Regions from separate parts of the Zea mays genome. Here region 2 is linked to region 1. Evidence: chromatin contacts called from public Hi-C data. All regions are on one chromosome and are shown on one strand. The core of a region is the stretch at or near the end of the contact, and the rest is flanking DNA. Distances in the headings are between cores, read along the strand shown.

Region 1 (5,855 bases), core at 741-3,240:
TTTTGGACGTTCGGCTTGAGGACTATATTATTTTCGTGGTCTGAGCTCGTTATGAAAAACGAACTAATTCTGCGAGGGGCTATTGTTGAGGGTCCTCATTAACCGAAGGTCCTAAAAACATTAAATCATGAGTTTGTTTCAGGTAGGACAGGGTGAAATGTCGAAGGACACCTTCGTATGAGATATCGTGCAGCTGTCGTAGACGTAGAGATGAAGCTACGATGTTCACTTTGGTGGCTTCCATGTGTAATAAAAGGTGCCAGCAGGAGCGAGGCAAGATGTTCAAGACTTGTTTAGCAAGACTACAAAAGGAAAAGACAACAATACCCTAAATTAGCTTTGTAGCTCATATGTATATGATTGAGGACACGATTGTAAATTTGTCGAAGTTGTACCCCATGATTATAAATAGCGACACAGTTGTGTGCATACAATTAGCCTTTTTGGCTCAAGAAAATCGATTCATTCTGCCTACATAGTCATGTTCTTTCCTCACCTTTGCATTATTGTTTGTAAAGCCAAAGGTATATTTGTAATTATTTGTCATATTGTAAAGAGCGAAGCAAAGTAATAACATAACAAGATGAGTAATTTGTTTCATCTTCTATGTTTCATGTTTTGCTCTTGTTGTTACTAGTTTATGTTTCTTACCTTCTCCCTTTAATTGATCCCTTTATGAAGAGTTATTTAAAGGGTGAGGTAATGGGTTGATTCATTTGTGTTGCCTTGTTTTTTATATCCTTCAGGAGCCAAAAATGAGTGACCAGCACTCACCATGCATGGCAAGTGTTGCCGAAATTTTGTATTGACAATCTTATGTTCCTTTGTTGTAGAGAGGAGACCATCCGACTCCACCACAACCTTAGATATAACCCCTTTTTTGTATCATTGTCATAGATCACTTAACCTAGTTAAATGGGGTCACTAATTAGTAATTAGTTAGACATTAGTACATGGGGTTAGGCACATACCATCTTAATTGGTTATTGAATTTTGATTTCGTGTTTCAAATATATGGACAACCTAGTGACCATATACCATGGAGGCATCATGGAAAGAGATCACTGTGGATATGCTGAGTTCATTGATACGCAAAGCATGCTCGTGTTATTCATTGATAGACCTTCCTTCAGTGAGTTGGTTGCAAAGGTTAGGGAGGAGCTAGGTTGCCATGGCGATGATGTCATTGCCGTTAAGGGCATAATTAATCTAGGTCGTCCACCAAATGTCGTAAGGGGAGCAATTTATACTTTAGAGCCGGCCACGTGGGCGCCAGCTCAACGCAGCGAACTGAGACCTCGGCAGCATCATTGTTGGCGTCAAGACGTGCAACCTCGACGCTTATAATGATGGCGCCGAGATAAAGGTCAATTTCCTGAAATAAAACCGAAAAGGGCGTATTTGTGAACAACTTTTTCCAAAAAGGGCCAAAATGCAAAAATACGGTAGTTCAGGGAACGGTGGTGGACTGGTGGTGTCGCTCCGCTAACCATGTCGGCGGTGGTCACGCTCAATGTATGTGTCGGGATGGAGTTCTTTGATATGAAACTCATGGATAGTTACAACGACATCCCAATTCTCATTGTCACGAGGGTGTGAGTGGAGGCGACAGTGAAAATAGGTTCACTGACAGTAGCAAGTACGTGGACATTGACTACCTTGTTTACTTCAATGGCACATGCCCATCTATATGTTAAGCTATCTCTAACAATTTAATCATCTTTTTTTTTTCATTTTAAACTTCAATTTATAAACAGTATAGCCTAAAGCACATAACAATGTTTTATACATCCATTTGTACCATCTGCTGGCCATAGCACATGCGAACTGGTCGGTATCCACGGTGTTGGAGCTAGCACGGATTTGTACCGACCTATGTATGCATTGGATATTTAAGTTGCTTCGAATCGTGTCGCCGTGTCGATCAGTCTGTCTATCTTGGCCATGTAGCAAGAGAGCCGACATGGTTGAGCTGTATTGGGCCATCGGCTGGATTCATGGCCTCGGAAACGTACGAAACTGGGCCTCTACCTGCAGCAGCACCATGAAGTGTACAGGTTCGACTGTGAGAAAATGCGATAACAAATGGGCCCTTCAGATTTGGAGGGATCTCTAATGGAGTATTTGGTTTGAGTATCATCACTTACTATTTTTGTTTGATTTGTGCAATGAAATGAGTTGATCTATCACCACCTCATTTCTCATAGTTAGTTAATATTAATATGAGAAATGTAGCCATCACACCTTAAACCAAACACCCCCTAACTAATTAAATGGTGCTGAGTCAAGCAGTTATGTACATTGACACCACAAGAAAAACAATTTTAGAAGACACTGTCAAGTTATTTTTGGAGGCAGGCACACATTTAAACGTTATGTGCATAATTTTAGTGTCAATGCACATAATTTAAATGGCGCTGAGTCAATGCACAATTTTAAATGTGACCGTCTCCGTAAACATTTAAACGGGATCTAATAAAATATTTGTTTCCAAAAACCATTTATAAAAACAGGTGCCTAATATGATTGCCTTAAAAAATTAAATTCTTAGAGGCGAACATTTTATGATCATCTCTGTTAACTTATGGTTTTTGGAGACTGTCATTCTAAAGTCTTCGCACATAAAATCATTTTATGAAGGCGAAAGTCTTAATGGGTGTTTGTTTTAAAAAATCAATCCATTCTAGATAAATTTGGTGTAATGAACTCATTTCTAATGTTATTTCTAATTATTATCCTATGAGAAATGAAATGGTGATGTATCAACTCATTCCATTTCACAAACCAAATAAGAAAGTGAGAAGATGATAAACTAACTCATCCCTTAAACCAAACACGTTGTAAGATATTCACCTCTATAAGTAGTGGCATCCAAAAATAATTCATAACTTTTTTCATATGGATTCAGATAAAGATAAATTTTATATAAAAATTGTAACTTTCAACATGATTTACAACATTGCAGTTGAAAATATTTTGAATTCAAACTGTTACCAAAATATTGCTATAAATCCATAGATTTTAAAATTTGAAATTTAAAATTATCAAACAATCTCGGTTGTAGGTATGGACTATATGAAAGTTATAGTTCTTAATACACTCCATTGTAGTTGAATGTTTGTTTGAGTTTAAGTCGTTTATAGTCCCAAATGTATGTTTTAAGTTTATAAATTTTGAAATTTAAAATTTTGAATTACTAAACGATCTCAAATATTCACATAGTTAATACAAAATTTATAATGGCTAACATTAGCTACATGTTTATTGTTGATAAGTTTTTTTATTTAAATCCGTTAGATTCTCAAATGTTTGCTCTAAATTCAATTATTTTTATATTCAATTTTGATTATTTTGTAAACAATCTCGCAGAGAATACATTCTGTATCAAATTGTAGTGTTTGACACGATTTAAAACTCACCTTAGCAGCTTACGTTGAGTGTTATATATTTAGGAGCTATCAGAGTCTTGAACAATCTCTTTCATGTTCAAACATATGCTTTCACATCCTACAGTGATGTTGTATTATGATTAGTATTCCCTCTGTTCTGAAATAGTAGTTGTTTTAGCTATTGGTTTTTGCCGGTACACTGAAATTAGGGTACCCCTTACTACTGTATCAAGACGCAATATTCACGCGGCTATCTTTAATCGCGTGGTAAAGGAGCTGTACATGGGACCAGGTCATGACTCGCCCCAGCCTTGGGCGACTACTCTGGGCCAGCAACAGCACCTGACCCCTCCACGTGGGCGGCTCCAGGGCCGCCATGTGTCCAGAGAAAGTGAGATACTCCAAGGCATCAACAGTGAGTCCGGACCCCATGGGAAAGTGCGGGACCCCTGGATATACAGTCCGGACCTCCAAGTTGGTCCAAGACCCCCACGTGTACGGACCGGACCCCTAGAATGGGATCCGGACCCCCCCCCCTATGGGGTCCGGGCCGCCCACAGTAGGGTCCCAAGGTCCCAGGACAGAACACACCCGGGCCTTAATTAGGGCCCAGGCGGGGGTCCGGAGCTGACACGTGTCCAGACCTGGTCTGGTGTGATCTGGACCTATTCGCATACACTCCTGCTCCCCGTTCAGGCGGAGACCCGATACTGCCACGTGGCATACTGCGCGCGGCATAAGCCAACGGGCGGAACCTGGCATGACGCCTCTGGGCTACGCGCGCCTTCGCATTCATTACGGATAAGACGTGCGCCTGTCCATTCCACTGACAGGCGGCGTGGTCAGTCCACGATACGTGGGCCGTGCAGTTACTCACCATTACTCCCGCGTTACCAAGGGTTACTACCCATCAATGCTGCATGGACTGCAGTCATCATGACTCTCGCTTATTACTCATGTGTTACTCTGTCAGCATTAGTTATTCACATAATGTATTTCTTCCCTTATGCACCTGGGCCCGCATGTCGGGGCTCAACATCCTTGTATGTGCCTCCCTTAAACTATAAAAGGGAAGGCACACAACGTTACAAGGGACAGACATGCTCACACATACTCAATACAACTTACACACAGTAGAGGTAGGGTATTACGCTCCGGCGGCCTGAACCACTATAATCCCTCGTGTCCTCTCGTGTTCATCCCGAATTCACCAGACAAACAACTGCTTAGGCCCCCTCCTCATCTTAGGATTAGGGCGGGTGCGTTCCGCCACCCGGCCGGTGGATTTCCCCACCGACAGTTTTTATGTCTATATTCAAATGAGTGGTGATTAATATTCGGTCAATATACTGTAAATCTGTCCAAGAATTATTGTTGTGTCACAGTTCTTTTGTGGTAGTTTTTGACATCATCTTTTTAGGCCAAACATCTTTTTCCAGGGATTTAGACAACATCTTTGAAGGATAATAGGAAAATCTGAACGAATAAACTACAAAATTGAGAAGCCTCGATGCCATTATTAAGAGTCCATTTTTTTGCACATAGCTTCCTTCCATGCAAAACAAATACAAAGGTTTCATATATATTATATGATTGATCAAATTAGCTATAAGTGAAAGTCGCCTAGAGGGGGATGAATAAGAGAATTCTGAAATTTACAACTTTTAACACAAACTTCGACCCCGGTTAGGTGTTAGAACGAGAATAGAAATAATCGGAGCATGTATGGAAGAGGTGTTCTTTTTGCTAGAGTTGCTTAAACTGATATAGAATTAATTGTACAAGCAAGACCAAGAGAGAGGGGAGAGGAAGAATCAAATCACAAATGAGGATCAAATATAAAGAACATAGGTGATTTGTTTCCTGAGGTTCGGTTCCAAAGAACCTACACCCTGTTGAGGAGTCCACGAAGGATAGGTCTCTTTAAACTCTTTCCCTCTCTCAAATGGTAAAGGAGACCGATCGAGTTTCCTTCTCTTTACCGAGGGCACCAAGTCTCGCAAGGACCTTGACACAAAGAAATGGAATATCACCGAGAATTGAGTCGATAGGGTGGTCTCTTTTAGTTGCTTGGTGGACCCTTGGGTGTGGTGGTCTTACAGCTTGAATCTCTTCTTCATCCTCCTTTTCTTGTTCTTCTTCATCTCCCCTTTGATCCATGCCACCATCTTGAGTTTTCTCATTGTCTTGAACTTGATCACCATCATCCTGAGCTTGCTCTTCTTTAGTTGGAGGATATGCTTGTGTGGAAGATGAAGGTTGATCTTGCACTTGTGTAGGCTCCTCTGGCACTTGTAGGCACACATCTCAATTGGACATGTTCCTTAGCACAGTGCATGGAGCGTCCTCATCATCTAGCTCATCAAGATCAACTTTCTCTTGAGGGACATTAGTCTCATCAAACACAACGTCACACAGAACTTCAACTAATCCAGTGGACTTGATGAAGACTCGATATACCCTTGT
Region 2 (6,344 bases), core at 837-3,336, 160 kb before region 1:
GCTTGATGTGATTGTGAGGCCGCAAAACTATTTTTCAAGGCTTCACATGTCTGTCAGATACTGAAGCAACACTGGCTCTAGGCAGTACATTCCTTTTCTACTTGAACAACCACAATCTTCGAGTCGGTCTTCACTATGCAGGTTCTGACTCTAAGGGCTCTGAGCTTGCGAAGGCCAAGAATAACGACTTTCAGACTCTGCTATGTTGTTGGTGCATTTGTCGGAGTCTAAGGTGAAGTTGAGGCGAACAACATACTTGTACTTGGCGCCCGAGGGGGCGGTAAAGACTGTGGTAACCCATCGTGCCCTCCACGTCCTTCCATGTGAGGGGCAATATGAAATTGAGTGTTGAGCACCCCAAATGCTCTCTCCACGTCCTTCCATGCCCCTCCTAGCACACAACAAACTTTTGCTACTTTGGAGTCTGTGGGAGTGGAATGGTCTTCACTAACACCGATCACCAAGGGTATATGCCACTAGTTAGGTAGTGTCCCTAGTTGTACTCTATGACCACTCATTGTGAAGTTCACATTTGGTGCTTCCACCTTTAAGCACGTTAGTGAACAACGGTGATTGCTTGACCACATTCACATCATTGTTTGATCTTGCCACCCAAAAAAGCATGTCAGATCCACAAGTCATACTTGCAACAACCTTGAGCATGATAGTCGGAGATCCAGTGTCCCCTCTTGTGAACTGTCCTCTCGATCCAATGGGACAATTCCTCCACTTTCAATGCATAAAATCTATACTCCCTATCATATTAGAAAACCCCCTTCCCCCTAAACTAATAGACGCGTAATGTCATCAACAGTGGGACGACATATGTACTGCGGCCCAAAATATTCGATAACAACTCTACAAAAAAGTTTGAAACACTATAAGGTAGAGCTTTTCCCCATTTTGATGTACTCATCGATGGAGTCAGCAACGCTACCGTATGCAAACATAAGTAGGTTAGCTATGCATTTCTAATGGGGGGAGAATCTGTTGCGGTTGACTGTGTTGGTTCAATGAGTGAAGTAGGAGTGCTCATCCAACCTCTCCAAGATGTGAAGGAAGAGGCTTCTTTGATGCAGTAACTTCGACGAAAGTAGAGCGATGGATAAACGCATGGGTCGGTGAAGTAGTCGTGCATCAACCGGTCATGGCCTCGTGGGTAGCTTCATAGTTTCGGTCGATGTACCTACGACGTCGCTTCGGTCGCCTGCTAGACATGGAAGACTAAGTGTCAAGCTTTGTTGCCTCCGCTGCATTATTCTTTCGATAACAACTCGAAGAATTCTTTCTTCAATCATGTTGAGGTCGGAGACAGACGAAGACATCGAGACAACGGTTGTTTCAAACGAAATGACTGCAAAAGAAGAATGTGTAGGGTGATATATAAATTTAAAGTGAGGGTTGTATAAGTTCAAAAGGTTCTCCTTTATTTATAGACCAGGTTCAATTTTTTTAAAAAAATTAATTAAAAATGGAACGAACCAAACAGAAATCACCACGTGGCAACTATCTGTGCCTACGGATCGTGGAGGGTGATACTAACCGATCTATACCGACTACTCGTGGCTCCAATGCGGCCGGTAGCGATCCTACCGACCGATCGATGGCGTTGTCGACCGCGTGCATGTACCTACTGATGCTGGCACTATGGCGGACCGTTTGGTAGACCACATGATCGGATGATAGTAGCAAGTAGCAACCATTTGCACCGGTCTTGTTGAGGGGCCGTTCGGTTACTTCAGAATGGAGACCTGGAACAATTCATATCCAAATTGTTTCTCTAATTTATATAAATTTTGATTATCTGGAATAATTTATGGTGTATTCCTGTGCAAACGAACCGGGCCTGAATAGAAAACTAGAGGGTTGGGGCTTTACGGTAACACACAGGCGCACAGTGCCTGGTTGGGCGTCAGGTACCAAGGGCATAGAGGCAAAGAAGGTGAAGTCCATGGTGTGTGTTTTTTTTTCTCCTCGCCTTCTACTCAATCTCCAGTGGGCTCTAATCGCATGCCTTCTACCTGTTCTGGGCTACGCAATGGCAGGTTCCTAGGCTGTTGCCGTGAGCTCTTCCTGGGCCTCCTCGCCCCCATGCCGCCTCCTGTATGTATGTGGAGCACTGGAGCCCTGACATGATTATCCTGAACCCGAAAGCTGAACTACCACACACAACAAATAACTGACGCAGGCGATCCATCACTCCACACACCGGTCGGAACCGAGGCCAACCAACGACGCCGCCGCCAATGTCGTCCCCTGCAGCGCCGGTGCAGCCGCCGCCGCCGCGCGCGGTGCGCTTCGGCGTCCTGGGATGCGCTGACATTGCGCGTAAGATCTCGCGCGCAATGCTGATGCTCCCTCCGGGCGCCGCCACCATCGCCGCCGTAGGCAGTCGCTCCGATGACAAGGCCCGCCGCTTCATCTCCGAAATCGGCTTCCCCGCGGCGCGCGTCCACGGGTCCTACGAGTCTCTCCTAGAGGACCCGGACGTGGAGGCCGTGTACCTCCCGCTCCCCACCAGTCTCCACGTGCCCTGGGCCACAGCCGTCGCTGCGCGTGGCAAGCACCTGCTCCTCGAGAAGCCCACCGCGCTCTGCACTGCCGAACTCGACGCCATCCTCGGCGCCTGCGACGCCTCCGGGGTCCAGTTCATGGACACCACCATGTGGATCCACAACCCGCGCACCGCCAAGATGCGGGAGATCGTCAGCGACAAGGACGCCTTTGGCGACGTCAGAGTGGTGAGATCTTGGAATGGCTTTTTCGTTGCTGATGTTCGGTGGAATCTGGAAATGCCTAGATCCTTTTCCTTATTTATTATACCAGTATGAAAGACCAAGAAATGGATCTCTAGAGAGGGAAAAAAAAGATTGACTCTTCTTCCCATCTTGGTGACTGAGTGTTTGCTTATCAACCAAAATTGTTGTTTTGCCTTAATTCCGTGGCTGGTATTTATCAGAAGTGGTGGGAACAGGGGTTTGGTGTCACTGCAGTTTTTTTAGTTTGGATGCCTGTGATATAATGACAGGAATCGAAATATTCAAACTTTGTTGGGGTTGAAAGTTTTCTCATTGAACCAGCATATACTTTTTTACCATAATGAACCACCATTGTTCTTAACACAAAATGAATCACCATCTTTCATAACGATCCATTGAAACTCTGGAAGACATTTTGTTCTGTTATAGCTGTTCACTTTGAACTTTTTCACAAAGTTTCAATTGCATGATTTGACTTGATCTGATTTTGCAATGTGATTCTTGATCTATTCCATTGAAACTCTTGAAGTTTGGCTATATCATTCCAGCTCAAATTGACCCAGAAAAAAAATAGTAACATCAATATGATTCTTGGTTTTTCAACACAGATTTTTTTTCCAGAACCACTGAAAACAAGCATAGACATTGTGGTTCTGCACATACTAGTATTGTAGTATGTGATTCAGGAAGTGCATATGGAATGCTGTAGGTTAATGTGTTCTTCATAGCCTTAATAATGTACTAAAGAATGATGAAATGTTTGTTTCCACTGCATATGGACAACTGGCAGAACTTTATTGGCTAATTAAGGCCATGCCTTTTTCTTTCTCCACTACAGATAAACAGTATGTGCAGCTTTCGGGCATCCGAGGAATTCCTCAAGAATGACATCAGGGTAAAGCCAGACCTTGACGCCTTGGGTGTCCTCGGTGATGTTGGATGGTACTGCATCCGCTCAATCCTGTGGGCTGTTGACTATGAGCTGCCTGAGACCGTGATCGCTCACCGCCATCCTGTCAAGAACCAGGCTGGCGTGCTCCTTGCTTGCGGTGCGACCTTGTACTGGGCAGATGGCAAGACTGCAAACTTCAACTGCTCGTTTCTTGCTAACCTCGCCTTTGACGTGACCGTCTATGGCACAAACGGCACTCTCCATGTCACTGACCTGGTCATTCCGTACGAAGAGAGCTCTGCGGAGTTCAGTGTGGCCTCGAAGTCAAGCTTCGTCAAACCCACCATCGGATGGGATCCATTGCCAGAGAAGCATGTTGTTACTACTGATCTGCCACAGGAGGCACTCATGATCCAGGAATTCACAAGGCTTGTGCAGAACGTCCGCGCCGGTGGCAGGCCTGAGGGTAAGTGGCCGGCTATCACCCGGAAGACGCAGGTGGTACTGGATGCCGTGAAAGCTTCTATTGACAAGGGATCTGAACCAGTTGAGGTTGCCAGCTAAATACAACAAATGCCAGCTCCTTGTGCTAGGTTTGTACTTAATGGCTTCTACTCGTATTTGCTGTCGCGCAAATGAAGGTAGTAATTGTAATACTGTCACGTAAATTGAAACTGGTAATTGTAATAATCTTAAGGAATCTGGTCAAATTGAGGAGAACATTTTTACAGTTTACCGAATCAGTGATTCGTCACGAATAAGATTGTGTAATAGATCAAGGTTGGTCAAAGCCCTGAGTGGATCGGAAGTGATCATCCAGTGATGGACGCGGCTCGATACACTGTTGTTAGTTGAGGAGAAGGAGGTTCATGTACCTAACTACATCCCTCTTTTCTCCAACATTAAAAGATATCGCCAACCTAGAGGTTGAGACGTCGTCGCCGGAGGCCCAAGGAATGGACCTAACTACATCCCTCTTTTCTCCTATAGAGCTAACCTTCCAAGAGACTCTGAAACTTACCCCCGGTAAACGGTCACCACCACTCACATCTCCGCTTCCGAAGAGAATGTCACCATCACGGTCGTGCCCTCCGAAGTGCAGGTCACCGCCAGGTCCTCGACGAAGTCCTCAGACACAACGGTCACATTGTAGGTCTTGGCGCTAGAAGGCTTCGACGGGACAAGAAATTGGACCGAGGCCTTCTTGAACTTTGTCACCATGGACGAGGCATTCCTTTTTGCCTTGCAAAAGCCACCCTTCTCCCTGCCCTCCAAGGGGGTATCCTCCCTCTCTTTCCCCGCAAGGACAGGGTAGGAGCCGTACTCAATCTACAATTTGAACACCCGGTTACCTTTCCAAATATCATGGATTCTCGTCATCTTGACCACAACATACTTTCCCACAATCTTGCAGGCTCCATTCTCAACCTACTTGACAAAGTCGTGGCGTAGATAGGGTTTTTCAAGGGATGAGGCGCTTGGTCTACTGTTCGTAAGGGAGGAACTAGGAAGAGGATGGGGCGGCCACCTGATCCAATAGCTTCAATAGGGCATTGTTGGAGGATGTTTTATGGTTCCGATCCAGCGATCCCTATATTTTAAAATACAACTTTGTTTAAGACCTCCCTTGAAGATGCTAATAGTGAAGACAAAAAACCGTCGAAAGGTCAGGGAGACATACTTATAGGGGAGAAAGACTTGTGGGCTCCATAAAATTAATCCATGAGGAGCTTAACCCTTCAAGGGTTCTCACATGAATTAAAAGAAACATGAGCTTCATATCATGATACAAATTGATTATTGACGGTAATTAATTATCTACATCTTTTACGCTTCTACGCTTGATCATTTTTAGGTTGTGTGTCTATCTTTCCTGGTTAACTTACTAAACTAATTCTTTCACGGTAAATATAGAATCACTTCATAAAATGGCAGTAAACATTTAGATAGAATTATAAATAGATTTTGAAAAATAGCTTTAGAGACCATTAGATTCTAACCTATACTTAATTCGATTTATTTTAGACTTACGATCCCTTTTCCGGGGACGGACGGAAAGGGCCCCTCAAATATTTATAACCTTTTATACCCCTTTTAAAAAAGAAAATTTAGAGAAATTTTGGATGATTAAAATTCTATAGAAAAATTTTATATGTGGTTTTGGAATAAAGGATTAAGTTTTTGCAAATCATATAAAATTACTATAGAATGACTTATTGTAGTGTGATTTTAAAGGACTTCTAACCTGAGGCACAATCTCTTAAAAAAATTCTTTTGTGTCTAACTCTCCTCTAATTATTGTGTTCTTTCTATATTGCATCTAAGTGCTCTATTAAAAATTTTCTGTGTTTTTAATTTCTAGGGTTACAGGTATCAAACAACTTTATTCCCACATTTTTTTTGTTCCTATGTTTCACCAATCCTGCATTTCAAAGGAAGCCTAAGGTTCATTTACTGTTAAGTATAGGGAAAAATGAAATTTTGAGTGGGCTAAAATAGTCATGTTCTAGGCTTCCTCGTCGGATCGGTCAAGTCCTCATCGTTCCGACTTTCATCTTTCTCAGCCTAGTTTTCACATCTATCTATTCGATCCCATTCATTCTGAAGCAGCTCGAACCAGTATGTCATCCTTCTCCTCAGCCTAGTTTTCACATCTATCTATTTGATCACATTCATTCTGACGCAGCTCAAAC

What was found. Hi-C and Micro-C count contacts between places; a contact is called where the count stands out from the background.
Region 2: a Hi-C map of leaf shows a contact between it and region 1, with 7 times the contacts expected there. The contact joins the promoter of LOC100284679 here to the enhancer-like site in region 1. A contact is called at or near these places in 10 of 25 Hi-C or Micro-C datasets (bundle sheath, ear, leaf and 3 more) and 1 of 3 datasets of contacts at active chromatin or transcription factors (leaf).

What each region holds. Positions count from the first base shown.
Region 1 is chr5:36,565,621-36,571,475 of Zm-B73-REFERENCE-NAM-5.0, reverse strand. No RefSeq gene overlaps it. Among protein-coding and RNA genes, the nearest start is that of LOC103626228, 69 kb to the right of the region's middle. Within about 2 kb of position 1,990, at least 16 of the 20 cell types and tissues checked have an H3K27ac peak or open chromatin away from gene starts, as enhancers often do. A contact at or near this core is called in bundle sheath, ear, leaf and 2 more, where this site is marked.
Region 2 is chr5:36,721,735-36,728,078 of Zm-B73-REFERENCE-NAM-5.0, reverse strand. LOC100284679 (oxidoreductase) reads left to right here and starts at 2,086. Exons shown (of 2, transcript NM_001157574.2): 1 at 2,086-2,741; 2 at 3,598-4,441. The coding sequence starts at 2,247. The coding sequence ends at 4,215.